Linked DNA regions of Gossypium hirsutum: region 2 is linked to region 1. A link is a contact called in public Hi-C data. All regions are on one chromosome and are shown on one strand. Each heading gives the region's core, a stretch centred on a gene start, on an enhancer-like site or on the middle of the called end of the contact. The rest is flanking DNA. Distances are from core to core; before and after follow the strand shown. Region 1 has its middle 32 kb from the start of LOC107954944. Region 2 holds the start of LOC121219184.

Region 1 (2,880 bases), core at 181-2,680:
AATTTATTTAACTTTAATTTCCCTTTTGGAAATAAAATAAAAATTGAATAAAATCCGTTGAACGGCAGGAATAAATCCCGAAACAGATTTTATTTACTTTTAATTTGAAACAAAATCGAATAAAATCTGTTAAACGGTGAGAACAAACCCTGAAATAGATTTTATTTAATTTTAATATTTGTTTGGAAATAAAAACAAAATAGAGAATAAAATCTGTTGAACTGCGGGGAAAAAATCCCGAAACAGATTTTATTTAATTTAAAAATTTATTTTTGAATAATTTTTTTCTTTCCTTTTCGCCTTGGTGTCTCGTTTGTCTCAGATTAGAGAATTGAAAAAATAATAGGATCTCGTTTGTCTCGTTTCATTTCCTAGGCATTAAAGCAACAATAACACTGGAAGATATAACATTACTGATGGACCTTCTAGTGGATAGGCATCTACTAACTGGAAGTTTTGAGTAAAATCTAAAGGAGGTACTTTTCCAACATTGGGAATAGATACCAACCATAAGTATCATTTTACTGGACTTCAGATTTAGTTAACACGGTTGAAGAGCCAAATTAAATATCTCTTAGAGAATCTAACACCTGAAGTTATTGAACATCATGCTATAACTTATACTCTTTGGCTAATCGCAGGTGTGTTAATGTCAAAAAAGTCTGATAACTTAAGTCATTCCATGTACCTCTTATTGTTATATAATTTTGAAACAGCTAGAACACAATTGGGGATCTGTGGTTTTGACATGCCTATAGAAGGTGCTACGTAAGACGTTTAGAGTTGGGAACAAGGAAGTAAACTGGTTAGACTAGTTCAAAATTAAACTGGTTGATCGATCATTCTGTGAACCAATTGGTTAGACTAGTTCAAAATCGGTTTAACTGTTGGTTCAACTAGTTTGTATCAGTTCATGGGTCAATCGAGTTTTTACCTCTCATTGGATTGATACTCTAGTTGGTTCCTGGTTTGACTAGTTGGTAAAGTCCAATTTATATAACATTGAATTTTGTAATTTTTAATATTTAATTTTTTTTATTTTTTATTTTTGAATTTTAAAGAGTTTTATTTTTGTTCATAAATTTTTATTTAAAAAAATTATTATTATTTTTAATCTTTATGATTTTTATTTAAAATATAAAAAAATAATTTTTTAAAATTTTTATGTACTTTTAAAGGGTAAATACCAAATCGACAAAAACTGTACATGTTGAGAGCTTAAAAAGTTATTTTATCTTTGACACTATAAACTTTAATGGTAAAATTAGAAGGAGGGACCACGATTTTAAAAGATATCTCAAAATTTAAATTTCAAAAAATTACAAATTATTTTTCATATTTAAACTTTTTTGAGCATGCAACCAAACAAACATTTCGTTCACTAGACCTGGGCTTCACAAAACTACAAATCCAAATTGTATCAAATGGGGCATTAAGCTGCAGACTTGTTTTACCTTATCCAGCCCAAACTATTTGTTTCCTTGCAGTCTAGACGTGTTAATATCCATGAGTTTGTATATATATCTTAATTCGTGCTAATTATTTTTCAATTTTTTATATAGTTATAATTTATTTATGAACATAATCTTGATATATATTCACATATTTATTATTTTAATGCATCATATGTGTTAAATGTATACTAGAAACTTTATCATACGTGTATGCATGTGGAAATCATGTATTTAGAATATATATTTGTGTTTGTATAAATTGAAACTAATTAATAATAAGGCATGAAATATCCTTAAAAAATGATAACACATGTAATATGTATAATATTAAATAAAATTAGATTAAGTTGTAAGTAAAATGGAATTTAAACACATGAATATATCAGATTAAGATTATTGAATGGGTACAATTATTTATCAGGGTATTGTCATCAATCCTAAGTTAGTGTCAAGTGGTAAATTTAAAATTTTGTTAACCTAATTAGCGTGAGTTCAAATCTCGTCATATACATATTTTTATTGGTCTTTTTTAAATAAAAAGACTAAATGTCCTCCAAATATATATTCACATATATACTATTTATTAAGCTTTTTACAATATCTGAATCAAGGACACTATGCATATAAAACTTTTTCATTCACCATTTGAACTAAAACAATTTTTAGTTTTTATTTGAAACTTAATAAGTATATTTGTGTTCTAATTATATATATATATTTGTGTATATGAATAAATTTAATCTAATTTTTTATTTTTTATATCATACATATTTTGTGTGTTATTATTAATTATTTCTAAACCATACTCTTCATCATTTATCGTATATTATTTTTAAATACACAACTATATTTTAAACATGTGATTTCTACACGCAAACGTGCGGGATAAAATTTTTAGTATTTATGATTTTATTATATATATGTTTAATATATATACTAAAAGTATAAAATATACATATAATATAAGGGGTAAAAAAATAATACTAATTTTAGAAATCAAGTGGAACACAACAGAACAATCAAGTGAAACATAGTAGAACAATCAAGTGAAACTAAAGAGATTTCGATAAATTATGTTAATACGAGAAAATATTGAACCATGAAAATTGAAAGTTGTTGACAATGGTTTTGCATGCAATAGTATTATTGAGATAATGAAAGAAAATGAGGATCTTGAATAAATATTTTGAGGAATAGATTGACCAATATAGAAAAACACAATTCAAGTAGTATTTAATTCGTGAAGTTTTTGGACTAGTAGTCTAAACATCTAAAGGTATAAAGTCAGTAAAATATAAATGAGTAGTTTTGCGAAAATGAAATAAGAAAAATGAAGTTTTTCACTAAGTCCTAGCATTGAAAAGATATTTTATGTAAAGGATGCAATAACCTTTAGATATCTTATTAATTTGACAGTTTACGAAAA
Region 2 (2,880 bases), core at 157-2,656, 110 kb before region 1:
AGACCGGTTGACTAGGGAATCGAGCAGTTGAACTATTTTTTTTAAAATGTTTTTGTCAAACCAAAATTTCATTATTCAACTATTAGCATATGTTAAAATGAAATACTCTAACCAAAGTTTTCAGAACCGGATCGGAAGTCGAACCGATCAAGCTACCGATTTGTCAATTCGAATGATCCGTCCAATTCAATTAAATAAAACATTAAAAAACCAAAAAATATTTTTTAAGAATAAAAAGATCGGTTCAATCTTCTGGTTCCCAGGTCAATCAGTCTAATTGCTTTCTCTGAATCGATACTATTGTCGATTTTGGTTTAATCGATCAAACTGACTAATCTGGTCTAATTCAAGTTTTTATGATTTTTTTATAAGTTTATATCAATTTTATAAAATTTTAATATGTTTTTATAAAATATGTTTTATTAATTTTATAAAAGTTATTAGAATTTTTATAATATTATAATAGTTTTTATAAGTGTATTTAAATTTTCATATTTTTTTTATAATTTTTATGAGATAGAAGTTATTACATGTGATAATCTAATTGGTCTATCAAGATGTTGTAACAATGAATGTGATTAATGAGGAAAGCGGCTACTAGAAATACCTAATTTAGTATTTTAAATGTTAATTATTATTTTAATTAGGTTGACTTGCATAATCTATGCTCCAAAAAGTTAATTATATTTTCAAACAGCAAAGTTTGGTTACCATTGTGAGATGCCAATCCATGATTATTTGCATCGCTGTAGTTAATTTACAAACTCAGAAATAATTTCTGAGAAAAAAAAATAAAACTGGGAACCAAATTATTGTCAAGAGGCAAGCAATGAGTTGCAGAAATTCTGCTATTGAGCCATAATCACTTGGCGAGCTTCAAATTTAATCCCTTCTTTCATCTTTCTAATAAAATCTTCACATTTCTTGTTTAGCTCTTCATCACTCATCCACCCAAGTTCTTCATCTTCATCCTCCTCCATTGATCTGTCTTCTTCACCTTCATTTTCTACAACCAAGGGCACATCTGCTTCTTCTCTTTGATCAAATTCTGCAACAACGTTGGGTTTTAAATTGGACCCTTTTGGCTCTGATGCTTCAACCTCTAATTTACTGATCTTCACAGCCTTTTCAGCTTTAACATCAGTCTCTACACAACTACTACCGATCAAACCCGAGCTGGTGGCAATGAAAATAAGCAGCCCATTGCAGAGCAGAAACATGTAATTCTTGCCTACACCGGAACTAAAGAGTTGTAAACCATATGCCAAAGCTTGGAAGTTACACATAAAAGGGTAGGATAATATAACAGAAAGAAGTGAAAATGGGAGCAAAATCTTGGTGAGTAGCTTCACCAAATGAGAGGTGGTGATCAATTGAATTCTCTGTTTTTTGTTTGGAATCTCCATGCTTGTTATCTTCTCTGTTGGGCTATGAAAAAGGGATTTGAAGAGAAAGAGAGAGGAAGCTTTTGGAGATTAGGTAGGTACTTGACATAAGCTAACAGGAGAGACCAGAGCTTTATATAAGAAGAGTTGGGTACCTACTTCCTGGAAACTACCCCTTCTTCTCATGGGAATGATGTATGGGTTAGAGAGCCGATTTGGCAACCACTTCTGTCGTCTTTATACTATTCAATTTCAATCAAGTCTACCACTTTGCTTTTTGAATCTACTCTCCTTCACTTTTAAAACTACTTTGAAAATGTTATTTTTAAGAAAAGTGTTTTCCAAAAGAAAATGTGATTTATTAAAAGTGTTTTGGATTGTTGTAAAAAATTAAAATAATTTAATTTAAAAATATATTTAATATATTATATATTGGTAATATAATAATAATTACTATTAAATCTATGCATCTATGATTCTTTAAAATATTTCATGGTAATTTAAGTATTATCAAAATAGTATATCATAACATTTTTAAGTTAAATTTAATTCTTTAAACTACATGCAATGACATCTATAATGATAAATGGGCATGATTGAATGCTTTTTTATCAAATATAAGTCTACCTCTACGAAAATTAGGTAAATGATATTGTTCTCCTTTATATGATCCAATGAAACCTTTCAATTGGGTATATGTAGAACCAACAAAATAATATTTTCCTATATGTCATAAGATATTAACCGGTTAATTAAAGAACTTATATTTTCTATTAATAACTAAATGTAATAAATAAATTACCATTTGATGGATGTGGAAACTTTGGCCTTAGATCTCGAATTGCATCAAATAAGATTTTAGTGTCATGCGATGATCCCTCCCATCCAGCCACTACAAATGTCAAGCACATATTGAAATCACATACAACCATAATATTCTGAGTTTGGACACTTTTTCTTTCGATGTAAAGAATTTGTTCATTTGGTGGAAGAATTGTTGAAATATGTGTATCAAGCACAATTGGAATTAAATTTCTTTTCGTAAGTTGTTTATACAATGTGAAGCAAACAATGTTAAATTTGTTCTTTTATTTATCTATTATTTATTTGATTTTTTTTTGTGAATTATAATAACAGGTCAAAACCTGAACAACAAATGCGACTAGCTCAACTTGAACTCAAGCCACACCTAAGACGATAAACACCCTTAACCATCAGACCATCACATGGGTTCATAAAAATATATAATTTTAAATTTATAAAAATATATTGTTTAATAACAAAAATGTACAAAAATCACGCTGACATTAAAAGCAAGTATATAATTTTCACCTCCTACAAGACTTAAAAATTTTCGTGCATAGAAATCCTTAACAACCAATCTTACCTCGTATGATCATATATAGAAACGATTCACTAAGATAAACACTTTGCTTTGAGTGTGGGGTGACAGTACTCTGTTTTGCCAACCCCAAATATGCATGTGAAAATAATG

What was found. A called contact is a pair of places that touch in the nucleus more often than the background predicts.
Region 2: a contact with region 1 is called in a Hi-C map of leaf, with 2.2 times the contacts expected there. The contact joins the promoter of LOC121219184 here to the enhancer-like site in region 1. A contact is called at or near these places in 5 of 34 Hi-C or Micro-C datasets (callus, hypocotyl, leaf and 1 more).

Annotation. Positions count from the first base shown.
Region 1 is chrD07:52,205,236-52,208,115 of Gossypium_hirsutum_v2.1, reverse strand. No RefSeq gene overlaps it. Among protein-coding and RNA genes, the nearest start is that of LOC107954944, 32 kb to the left of the region's middle. Within about 2 kb of position 1,430, at least 1 of the 9 cell types and tissues checked has an H3K27ac peak or open chromatin away from gene starts, as enhancers often do. A contact at or near this core is called in leaf, where this site is marked.
Region 2 is chrD07:52,314,309-52,317,188 of Gossypium_hirsutum_v2.1, reverse strand. It overlaps LOC121219184, which reads right to left and starts at 1,406. Exons shown (of 1, transcript XM_041096880.1): 1 at 849-1,406. The coding sequence starts at 1,406. The coding sequence ends at 849.